Regions from separate parts of the Mus musculus genome. Here region 2 is linked to region 1. Evidence: chromatin contacts called from public promoter capture Hi-C data. All regions are on one chromosome and are shown on one strand. The core of a region is the stretch at or near the end of the contact, and the rest is flanking DNA. Distances in the headings are between cores, read along the strand shown. Region 1 holds the start of Kyat1 (kynurenine aminotransferase 1). Region 2 holds the start of Ass1 (argininosuccinate synthetase 1).

The links. Promoter capture Hi-C pulls out the DNA fragments that hold promoters and counts their contacts.
Region 2: a contact with region 1 is called in a promoter capture Hi-C map of liver, with 2.0 times the contacts expected there. The contact joins the promoter of Ass1 here to the promoter of Kyat1 in region 1. A contact is called at or near these places in 2 of 39 promoter capture datasets (liver and pre-B cells).

The regions. Positions count from the first base shown.
Region 1 is chr2:30,202,235-30,208,071 of GRCm38.p6, reverse strand. It overlaps Kyat1 (kynurenine aminotransferase 1), which reads left to right and starts at 2,225. Exons shown (of 13, transcript NM_001356474.1): 1 at 2,225-2,439. It overlaps Gm31201 (a long non-coding RNA gene), which reads right to left and starts at 2,223. Exons shown (of 2, transcript XR_374214.4): 1 at 2,081-2,223; 2 at 1-222.
Region 2 is chr2:31,468,485-31,474,757 of GRCm38.p6, reverse strand. It overlaps Ass1 (argininosuccinate synthetase 1), which reads right to left and starts at 4,488. Exons shown (of 16, transcript NM_007494.3): 1 at 4,419-4,488; 2 at 1-51.

The DNA of each region.
Region 1 (5,837 bases), core at 976-3,475:
GAGTCCCCATGGCAAATTCTGCAGTCTGGAAGCCAGACCCTGCTGGGGATTCAGGGACCAAACTTACACCCAGACCAAAGGGGTCAGTGGAGGGTTCTAGAGGAGTAAGAGAACATGGGTAAGTGTCCCTAGAGCAGGAACAGTGGTGAGAGAGATCCAGGCAGGAAGCAGAGGGCGTGTTTCCTGGCAGGAGACAGAGGTGCCATCCAGAGAATGTTAGCCCTGGAGGAGAGAAGGAACAAGAAAGGAGTGTCAGGGAGGACCAGGCCATACAAGGACTTCCACTTAAAATCAGTGGTACACTCTCCAGAGTAAGCAAATACTTAGTGAGACACCGCACAGGCAGCAATCTATTCGTCACTTCACCCAGAGACAAGTGTAGATCCCACTGGAGACTTGGAAGGGACAGCAAAAGCAGTCTGAGTTGGGAGTGTGGCCCAGCCACAGGGAAAGCCAAAGTACTGTCAGGAGGTCACTGGGAATGGGGTGACACTTGCTGGGACCTGAATGGGTCTAAGAGGGATCTAGAACATGTCACACCTGGGGGTGGGGTCAATTTGTGCCAGGAGGTCAATACAAGAACACAGAAGCCAACACGGGTGTCTAGCAGTAAAGCACCTAGAGCCAGAAAGGTGCAGACGCTGTCCAGGCCACCTCTGCACTGTCTCCTCAGCCGGGATCCAGACACCTGGCTGAAACTGAGCCACTACTTGTTCATGGTTAAAGAGCCAGAACTGAGGCTGCAGGCTCGCCTGCTCCTCCAGGATCCCACTTCCGGAAGTGTACCTCAGGCAACATCGTCCATGTGGGTACCTTCTCCTCTGGACTACCATGGGGCTGTCCTAACAATGCTCAACCCTCAGCTTCTATTCCTGATGTCTGTCTCCTCTCAGACTGCAGTGCTGAGGAGGCCAAGGACACATTTCCCAACATAAGTCCCAGTCCAAGGCCAACCATAAAGACAGGGCAGGTGAAAGAGCCCAGGGATGGCAAAGAGGTTAGTATATGTATCCCACCTAGGTTCCTCTGCGGTCCCCCCACAAAACCTGCAATCATTTTTGCTTCCTCCCTTGAAGCTCCTTCAAGCAGCAAGTCAAAAACCCAGCCACCTGCCCGGATTCCTGATTCACAGGGCAATCCCAGAAGCCCCCACTCTCTACAAAGGCCACTGAAGTGTAACGAAACTGCTCTGTAGCAGGTGTCCTCAGCAGACGAAAACCACTGGGGAGGTGGTGGGTCACAAACGTCTCTTGGTCTCCTGCCTTGTCCTCTACAGACCCTGGGAGACAAGAAGGTCCAGAGTCAACACCCAAAACCCAAACAAGCTATGGAACTGGGAAAGCAGGGAGTCAAGCCACCCCAGTATCTCCTCACAACACTAGCCTCCAGTCCCTGCTTCCCCTGGACTGCCACAGGGGAACCTAACCTTCACCAACTGTGTGGCCAGGTCACTTCCACTGTCCCAAGCCTCGGAACATACTCTTATCCTCCTTATCCTCCGTCCCCAGCACAAGAAGCAGACCTCCTGCCCTTCCTCCTGCGCTGTCTGCTAGTCTGTGTGCTCCAGAGAGCAGAACAGTCAGCAGGGGTTGAAGGTTTTGCTGCCACCTTTCCAAGGCAGAAGGTCTTTGAAACTTTCAGGTCCTCCATTCTTTCCTTCTCAATTTAGCTTCCAATTTCATTGTCCCCTGGCTTCCCAAGCTGTGTTCCTTCAGCCTGGACGCGTCATTGCTGACCTCCAGCTCTTCCAACCTCACCTCCCTAGATCTGTCACTCCTGCCCAATGCATACATGCGACGGGCTAAACCAATAGGAGAATCGGTCTTTTCCAGCCTGAGATTCCAAAGACCAGGGAATAGTCCCGCAGATCAGAAAGAGGGAGGGGTTCAAGGAAAGAGTTCGGCACCAAGTACTAGGGGAGCCCGGGTGGAACCTCTGGGAAGGTGCACGTGCGCGGAGGGGCGTGGATCTGCAGGGACCGCGGCGGAAACTCGGGTGAGAGGTGCGAGCGGAGGTCGGGCCCGCGTCATTGGATTCAGGGAGGTGACAGCGCGTCCCTTTCCATACTCGACCCACTCACCAAGGCCCGCTGTTCTCGGCCGCCACGCAGGCAGCCCTAGTCCTGGGTCTGGCTACCCACAGCCAGTCGCGCCGTGGGTCTTTGGCTCCTTGTTTTGTTTGTACCGCTTCTTAGGTCTCCGCCCCGGAAGTGATGTCACCGAGCGCAAATGCTTGGGGATCCTAGGCTGTCGCCCAGTCTTTAAAGGGCACACAGAGCTTCGCACTGCTTCTGACAGTTCTCTTGAGCTAAGCTGCATCTGGGCGGAAGTAGCCCATCTAGGGCTCGGCCTCTTTAAAGGAACAGACTTCTGCAACCTTGGGAATACGTTTGGGGTCGCGGGTTATTGGACAGAGCAGCGCTATTGTTTGCTGAAGCAGGTCAGTTCCTGGTTGCCGTGCGGGGTTTCATCTAGATCGTGTGTTGAAGTTAGCTAAGGTTTGCGAGTGCTGTAGCTCTTTGATCCATGTGCTCCTGTTTGTATGTGATGTGTAGCTTCTCTGAAAGAAGGATCTATCCCCTGAGAAAAACTTGCACACGCGGTCTTGGCAGCTCTACACTCAGTCACAGAACCAGTTAGACTAGTTCTCTCTGCACCCACGTCCACTCTCCCAAGGTAGTCCTGGCCAAGAAGATGCAGACTGCGCTAACGGAGAATTGCCTGCAGAGCTAGCGCCAATAGTCTCTGTGGGTCCTTCTGGGTTCTGTCGGTTCCCGGGCTGCACGGCAATTGGATTCATGTACTAATGTGGGACAACTTCCAAGATAACTTAGGTTAAAATAATAATAATAATAATAATAATAATAATAATATTTTTTAAGTTAATGGGACAGAAAGAATAGCCTTCAGTCCTACTGAAGCCTGCTATGGTCAGATGTGCAAAACCCATGTTCTACCAGGCATATCACAGACATGCCACATGACCTGCAGGAAAAATGGGGCTGAAAGAGGCTGAAAGAGAGGGTGAACGAAAGAGAACAGGGCTGTCCCGCGTAGGTGGACTCCAAGGCTTACAGTCCTCCATAGACCTGGAGTATCATCTATGAACAAATGTGACCACAATGGTAGACACCAGGTGGCCCCGCTGGTGGGTTCACCGTTTTATACACACCAGTTCTGTTTACCAATGGGTGAGGCACAGAGTTTGGAAAAGGATTCCCACAGATGTTCACTCCCCTCCCACCCGCAGGAGGGTTTGAAGACACCAGGTCTCTCCCTCTGCTTCCTGGGAGCCTTAGCACTAATTTTTGGATCTCCTGTGTAGTCGACCTAGTAGGGAGCTCAGGGTCTCACAGCCAACAGGACACTGTTTCCACCCTATGTTTCTGTGAGAGCAACAGACAACCTGGCAGTCAGTTCCTGTGCTGAAAACTTTTTTTTTTAAGATTTATTTATTATTATATCTAAGTACACTGTAGCTGTCTTCAGAAGAAGGCATCAGATTGCATTACAGATGGTTGTGAGCCACCATATGGTTGCTGGGATTTGAATTCACGACCTTTGGAAGAGCAGTCAGTGCTCTTAACCGCTGAGCCATCTCTCCAGCCCTGAAAACTTTTTTTTTTAAGATTTATTTTATTTATTTTATGTAGCTGTACAGATGGTTGTGAATCTTCTTGTGGTTGTTGGAATTGAATTTAGGACCTCTGCTCGCTCCAGCCCAAAGATTTATTTATTATTATAAAAAGTACACTGTAGCTGTCTTCAGATGCATCAGAAGGGGGCATCAGATCTCATTATGGGTGGTTGAGCCACCATGTGGTTGCTGGGATTTGAACTCAGGACCTTCGAAAGAGCAGCCAGTGCTCTTACCCGCTGAGCCATTTCACCAGCCCGTGTTGAAAACTTTTGTATAGTACAAGGAACCAGACTGGGTGAAGTTAGAGGGGGAATTCTCCAAGATTGTGACAGAGAAGTGTGTAGCATGCCTGCCCAGCCTCCCTTCAGGTCCTAAGGGGTTAGCAAAGAGCACACTGTTAGAGCAGGGCCGGCTCTCTTGGACCTGCTGTACTCATTCTACAGATGGATAAACTAAGTCAAGACAACCCATGTTCCATAGCTAGTGCAATATTGGAGCTGGGACCATTACATCTAAGGCCAAACTTCAGGGTTTTTTTTCCTTGTCATGAAATGGGGACAGGTCTTAACCAAGCTTCTCCCGTCCCAATTCATTGGGCACCGTGGGTAGTGTTGTGTCAGTGAGTGGCCGTTTCCTGGCAGAGAAAATGTGAACATTCTTCAAGGGACCAGAGCGTCCAACTGGAACAAACTACTTTGCCTTGAATGCCAGGTCCCCGTGAAGATCAGACTGACCTCAAACTCACAGAGATCGCCCTGCCTCTGCCTGCTGAGTGTGGGATTAAAGGCATAGACCACAGTACCCGGTGCCTTAAAAAAAAAAAAAAATAGGTGTGTGGTTATTTTGCCTAAATGCATGTCTGTTCGTGTGTATGCAGTACCTATGTAGGCCAGAAGGGGGTGTTGGCTCCCTGGGCTTGGAGTTATGTTGCTGCTGGGAGTCAAACCTGAGTCCTGTGGCAGAGAAACCACTGAGCTGTCTCCAGCACCACAACTTTATTCTTTATTTTTTGGCTTTTCCAGACAAGGTTTCTCTGTTCCTGGCTATCCTGCAACTTGCTTGTAGGTCAGGCTAGCCTCAAAATCAGAGGTCCATCTGTCTCTGCTTCTGAATAGCTGGGATTAAAGGTGTGCACCACCACTGCCTGGCAAAAGGGAGAGTTTTGTTCTGTTATTTTGGCTTGTCCAGAGCCTTTATTCTCTGTTCATCCTAAAGAAAAGGAAACATGGAAACTGCAGACTCAGAGCTCAGGCAACTCCTGAGGCCAGCCTGAGTTGGCTCTGCACTCCATCTAGAGTAAATACAGCTTGCTGGACAAGTTGGTACAAATGGGGTCAGCAGCCAGGCACAGTTGGAGTCAGCACCAAGTTCTTGAAGGAAGCCAGTGCCGAGGGCCATCCATCCACAAGCTTTCCTAAGCTGATGCTGGTGGCTAGTAGCTGGCTAGGTTCAGGGAGGTGCCCCTCTGATCCCTGCCCTGGTGGAGATGTCTCCTCACTGTACCCAAGCACCTGTGCTGCCCCGTGGCAGAGATTCTCTGGTGGGTTGTTTGTTTGAGACAGGGTACTTCTGTGTAGCTCTGACTAGCCTGGAACTCGCTGTGGAGACCAGGTTGACTTAGAGCTCACAGAGATCTGTATGCTTTGCCTCTCAAGTGCTGGGATTAGAGATGTACACCACCATGCTTGGCTCTATTTTATGTGTCTGTCTGTCTACATACTTACTTATTTTTAGCTCATTTATGAGTGTTTTGCCTACATGTACGCCTGTCTTAGTTAGAGTTTCTGTTGCTGCAATGAAAAACCATGACCAAAAAACACGTTGGAGAAGATAGACTTTATTTGGCTTACACTTCCATATCACTGTTCATCATTGGAGGAAGTCAGGACAGGAACAAGGCAGGAACCTGGAGCCAGGAGTTGATTCAGAAGCCATGGAAGGATCTTGTTCCCCATGGCTTGCTCAGCCTGCTTTCTTCTAGAATCCAGGACTACCTGCCCAGGGTGGAACTACCCACAATGGGCTGGCCCCTCCCACATCAATCACTAATTAAGAAAACACCCACGAGGGGAAAAAAAAGAAAGAAATAATCCACTTCCAAGGGTGGGGATGGGAAGGGTGATTTTCATGTCTTTAATCCTAGCATTTGGGAGGCAGGGGCAGGTGGTTCTTTGTGAGTTAGAGTCCAGCCTGGTCTA
Region 2 (6,273 bases), core at 3,239-5,738, 1.3 Mb before region 1:
TACAGGTCCCTGGAGTCCGTGTAGTCTGCTTTCCTGGCCAGATGAACCACTCTGTGAAAGTAAATGTGATATTGAGACCTCTGTGGCCACTTGATGTTGAGTGACCTGTCAAGGGACATGGAGACCTTGTGGTGGTGCGGAGGATGGACTCCACAGTCCTGTGTCTGCTAAGCATACACTTTACCACTGAGCTGCACCCCAGCCCCTAGCTGAGTGTATGCAAACCATCCGGTTTGTCAAGTTCTGTGCGCATCACCGGAAGCCATCCTCACACTCCAGAGGATAAGTGCGCGGGCTGAAGAGGCAATTCAGTGGGTAAATACCTGCCAGGAACTGAGTTCAGATCCCTGGCAACCATTTTAAAAGCTGGGTGTGCTGGTGCATAATCCCAGAGGCAGAGACAGGCAGCCCTGGAACTCACCAGTCAGTCATTCTAGCCAAATCTGTAAACTCTGGGTTCAGTGGAAGACCGTGTCTCAAAAATCAAGGTGGAGAGGAGGCTGGGGAGACAGCTCCATAGTTAAGAGCCCTGGCTGTTCTTTCAGAGGACCTGGGTTCGATTCCCAGCTCCTACATGGAAGATCACACCAGTCTGTAACTCCAGTTCCAGAGGATTTGGCGCCCTCTTCTGGCCTCTATGAGCACTGCACACATGCAGCACTCAGCCATACAGGCAGTCAAAACACCCCACAGGTAACACATGAACTAAAGAGGGGGAGAATGTGGAGTGACTTGAGGAAGACAATGTTGACCTCTGTCCCCACCCCCAGATATAAAGGAAAAGATACTAAATCCATACATCTTATGTCGAATCCTTTTGTTAATTAGGCGTTTGCACCAATTTAGGCAGAAGAATTGAAGCTCAAGTTAAGGGACTTGCCAAGACCTTATTAGGCTGGGAATAGCCAGGCCCCCAAACGCAGATCAACTGGGTTGTGTGCCCTATTGATCTCTGTAGGACAAGCCTGGATTCCAGTCTAGAGGTGCCAGAGGGAAGAGGAAGGCAACGGGTGGTAAGGGAGTTCTCAGACATCTCAGGGCATCCGGGCAATAGATACCCCTTGCAGATTCACCCAGCTCTTAATGGTCACTTCTTCCTCCCAGTCTGTTCCAAGGATACTGGAAGCCTCGAGGGTGAAAGGGGGGTAGGTCAGACACCTGCCCTGCCTGCTTGGCCTCAGCCAGGTCTGTGCAGTATGAAGGGCTATGTTCTGCAGGGGCTGCGTGCCTATGCAGGCCTGCAACGTGTGTGCCTGCACTGGTGTGTATGTTTGTACCCCTAAGATTGGGTGTCTGAGAAAGTGACTCTGTGTACTTGTGGTGTGCACCTGAGTGTGTGCATATGTGTGCACATGTGTACACGCATGCTGGGCTTGAAGCCACAGCCTGTGAGCTGGATATAATAATATATATCATCTTGGCTCTCAATCTGAGTAGGTGTCAGTAGCAGTCTGTCCCTGAGGATAACATGCATGTGACTCTTGCTCTGGTCACGTTAGCCACACGAGCCTCTTTGGGCCTGGGGAGTACTTTGGCTGGGCGGTTAGGTGTTTCACTGGCCTGTTGGCTTTGGCTGATGCCACAGAGAGTGTCACCTACCTTGCTAACTAACATGAGCCCAGGCTGACTACAGTCACTCCCTGGTTCTTAGGGGTTTTTTGCCCTTTGCTTCCTGTCTTGGTGACGAGTCACCAGACTACAGACAGCTACCTGGGTTGTTCCTCCACCCCGGCTCTATCTGCTGTCATGATTACTCAGTTCTAATTGGTCTGTTACTACTGTTCTTTTAAAACCCTGACCAGACCTGGCCCAGAAGACCCCTGAGATGACTCTCAGTTCCCTTCTGCAGTTTCATGTCTGATAAAACTAGACTGCAATACCAATATTGAACAGCAGGAGGCGCACCATCCTCCTACTGGATCTAGCCTGTTTATATTTGATTGACGGGTTTCTGATCTTCATGCCCGAAGGAGGCAAGGAGGGAGACTAAGCGGGTTTTACCAATTTCTGGTGAGAGACTCAAACCTTTATCTAGTGTAGCTGTTCTGGAAGGCCTGAAGACACGTGTAGTCCCTTTGACTACTGAAACAACGGAATTCCCAGGAACTTCCCAAGCTGGGGAAGGAAAAACCTGGAGCTCTGGGGAGACTGAGGGAAGGAACGTTTCTCCCAAGAGGCCAGACATGGTAGTGCACACCTTTAATCTCGGCACTTGGATGGCAGAGGCAGGGAGATCTCTGTGGGTTTGGGGCCAGCCTGGTTCCAGACCAGCCAGGACCACATAGTGAGACCTTGTCTCAAAAATAAATAAGCAAACAAACCAAGAGCCGATGTCACACAGTTCTGACCACTTAGCTAAGATAATGATGGCCGGGCCACACCTTGAACGGGATTGCATTCTTGAGCAATTCCTGGTGGCGCTTGCCTTGTTAAAACCTAAACCTCGTGTCAGGATGCCAAAGGTGGGCTTGGGGTAGTGTCCTCTGTTCCTCTTCCTGGTGTAGCTATACAGACTACATGTCCTTCATCTGCCTTTTACCTGTCTCTTTAACTGGGCTAAGGGGTGGGAGGGGGGAAGCTAGCAGAGCACAGCTTTTCAGGGACAGCCAGAGCCCGTGCTCTGATGCTAACAGCTCCAGTAACACTAGAAGAACACACCAGTCCACTCATTAATGCTACCAACTGAGGCTCTGGGTGCCCAGCCATTTTCCAGGTCTAGGGAGGAACCAGCCTCAAAAGAACAGGGAGCCAGGTCCTGGGAAGTGAACTCTGCCCAAAACCTTCAGTGAAAACCGATGCCTCAGACCCAGAGTTCAGCAAGGTATCTCTTCCTGCAGGGCTGCCCGCAAGGAAGGCACTCACTCCAGAAGCAGTGTGTTCACAGCCTGGTGGAGGGATCTGGCTGACCTAGGGGCGTCCAAGGTCAATGAGATGGGCCCTGAGAAAATGCAGCAGGTGGGCCGGGGCGTGGCTCCACCCCAAGGCTCCTGGAGTGTCTGACTTCCTCAGCTCAGAGCAGGCAGGCAGCTGGGGTGAGGGGCACACTTGACCAAGGGTGCTAAGAGCTGTTCTGTCCTACTATGTGCGTGGAGGAGGTGGGTAGTGGACAGAAGTTGCCCTTCATTTATGGACTCCATGGGCACTGGGTAAAGTCAGAATTCCTTGGGCAGCCCTGAGGCCCTTCCAATGCTCCCAGACTTGGCTGGTTTATGGTGGGAGGGGGAGAGGGTAGGGGGAGTTTGAAATGGAGGCTATTCCAGTCTCTGCCCAGCCCAGCTCTTAGGTTTCTCCACTGTCTTCTTCCTTCTGAAAGCCTTGTCTGGGGCGGGGGAGGGGGTGGAGGAGTGGGGGAGTAGGTGGCTGGGGAGGGTTGCGGGGGGGGGGGGGGGACGGGACCCTGTCTTTTCAGGTCTTCATCCCAGACCCAGTGAGCAAGTGGGCAGACCCTGGCCACAGTTCTCAAAACAGCTCACTGAACTTGAACTCTTGGACAGCAAGAGTTCTGAGTCCAGGCACAAGGCTGGCAGCCCTGGAGCTGGGAGGCTGACGTCAGGGGTCACCTGCCAGGTGGAGGAGCCGCAAAGCGAGGGATCAAAGGAAGGGTTTTCCTACTCTACCCCTGGGGAAAGGGCAGGTCTGCTCCTGCCAGCTGCACTTGCAGACAGCCTGACAGACCCACTTCACAGAGGGGAATACTGAGAGCGCGGTTAGTTCTCCTGGAGAAGATTTCCCTCGATTTCTCGGTTAGCCTGCCTTCCAGAGAAGGGCCCAAGCCGTTAACAAGCCAGAAACAGACATTTCCTGCGAAGGGGCTCCTCCCAAAGAGCCAGCCAGCTAGCAGGAAACCTGTCTAGAAGCCCCACCCAGACTGAGCCTGGCATTGCACCCTACGGAGAAGAGAAACCAGTCACAGCCTAGGAAGGACCCGGGACGGGTAGGCAGGGTTCGCGTGTCCACCAGAGCAGGGTACTGTCACACTCAGGAGAAAGGCACACGCCCAAGCCCCTAAGGGCAAAGAGGGGCTGGACCTTTTGCTTACTTTGAGAAACAAGCCTGAACATAGATCGGCGAATCTGATCCAGGGAGAGGGATTCGGAAGCCCCCAACCCTCTGGACTCTCCGGGACTCTACTTGGAGCCTTCGCAGCACACAGAGGATCGTGAAAAACCAGAGGGGGACCTCCATAGTCCTCCTGCTCCGGAGACCTTGGGACCCGTTCTCCTACATGGGTTCCCTAGGCAGGAGGAACGTGTGCGTCACAGCGCCCCGGACATCAGCCTCCTTCCTTCCACTAACTGCGCGGTCACTCGGGGGCTGCCCTGAGCCCACCCCCTGCAGCTGCTCGCTCCCTCTGGGATTCCTTGGTCATGAGACCCTGGATAGAGAGTGGGGACCAAGAAGGGCCCGGAACTTCTTACCAGTGAGCCCAGGCGGCAGTGGCAGACGGCGGAGCAGGGCTGAGAGAGGCGCGCATCCAGGGTTATAAGCACAGGGCCTGGGGGGGGCAGGAACCTGGGACACGTGGGGACGGGCGCGAGAAAGGCCCCGCCCTCGGGCCCGGCCCCCGCTCCGAGCCTCTCAGGGCTCGAGGCCACCTGCGGGTGGGCGTGGCCCCGCGCTCTCTCCCGCTGGCCCCTCCCTCTTCCCTTGGCGCCCGCACCACCTCCCGGGGGCGCACGGGCGTGGGCTCTTGCAATTTAGGTCCCCTGATCCTGACCCGCTGGTGGCGCCTGGGAGGGCGGCAGAGGTTGGAACCCGCGTGACTAGCAAGGCTGATCGCAGCTGTCTTGCAAGAACCCTTGAAAGCGCTGCAAGGCGGGAGTGAAGATGCAAATTGCTTAGGTTCAGAGGCTGTGTAGCCCCACTCGATTTAAAGACTGAAGCATCTGCCCCTCAGAGGCTCTTGCTTTCCCTGATGCTAGCCCACAAGCCAGAGCTAAGGGTTCACAAGAAAATGCAAACGAGTTGGCCAAGGATGGCTGGGGATGCCATTTTAACGTCCTGGCCTGGCACCTGCCCAGATCGCCGTGGGCTCCCAGTAAATGGTGAATCAAAGCCTGGCTGTCTGCTGAGCCATCAGAAGATGGGGAAGGTTGAGGTTCACAGAGGTGAAGCTGCTGGCTTGTAAAGTGAACCCGGGGGTTGTGGCCCACATGAGCCAGAAAGCCGTGCCAGAGGCTTCCCAGCCTGGCCTGAGCCCTGCAACACACAGGACAGCCCCTGCCCCAGTGAACCTCAACACCCAGGATTACGGCAAGATCATATCCCCCAGGCAGGCCTAGATTCCAAGCCTCAGACGGCTCCATGCCCATGTTTTACCCAGCTTTCCTTACTACTGCCTTGCCCTGAGACTCTGGGTGCCCTCTGGGGTCCAGCCAAGCCCCTTACTCGGTCTCCTGATTTTTGTTCAAGGTCAGAAACAGCAGCTGTGGGGGCTTCTAGGAGGGAGAAGGTGCCAGACACATTTACAAACTTTAGCTGCAGGATTCTTTTGTGCTCCTGGCCCTGTCCTCCAAGCTAAACGTAGCCCATGCTGGTTAGAAACTCCAGAGAGCCAGGTGGGGACGGACGTCCAGGGGACAGCCTGAGGCATCTCTCTGCTAAGTGACACTAGAACAGCTGACCTTCGGGCGTCACTGGACCAGCTCTGGACCTTCCTCACAGACAGGAGACTAGTGAGGTCAATGAAAAGAACATGCCAGCAACTTTTGAGCCACTTTGAGGCCATTGGTCCCCATTTGCTGACTCGGCTTCTTAGGGCTGGCCCAGAAGCTTTCCATCTTACCTTTATGAAATATATGCACAGAGAGAGGGTGCATCTTTCCCAAGGCCACACAGCATGCCCAGAGCATAGCAGAATTTGGGCCCCGAAGCCCAAAAGCCTCTGCTCTAACTCAGGTTTGAACTGAACTGGTTCAGGCAGGAATCACGAACAGGGGGAACCTTTACCCCCTACTACAGAAATGACTCCAGCCCAGAGGACTGACACATAGGCAGGGGGATAGAGGGGCCAGTACTGCCAGCAGTTGACTTATGAGCCCCCAGAGGTGGAGGTGAAGTGCAGGGGCCCAGCTGACTCCTGGACCAGCTATGTTCTCTGCATTCCTCCACCTTCACGGTGGACACTGAGTCCCACCCATCCTCACTCTGCAAACTACTTCTGGATTGGGTGGAACATGACCCAAGAGGGTTTGCCCCTGGAAATGAGTCACCATGACCTTTGACTTCACCTTTCCCCCTTCCTACGACAAGGTCAGGGCTCCTTAAGAATCT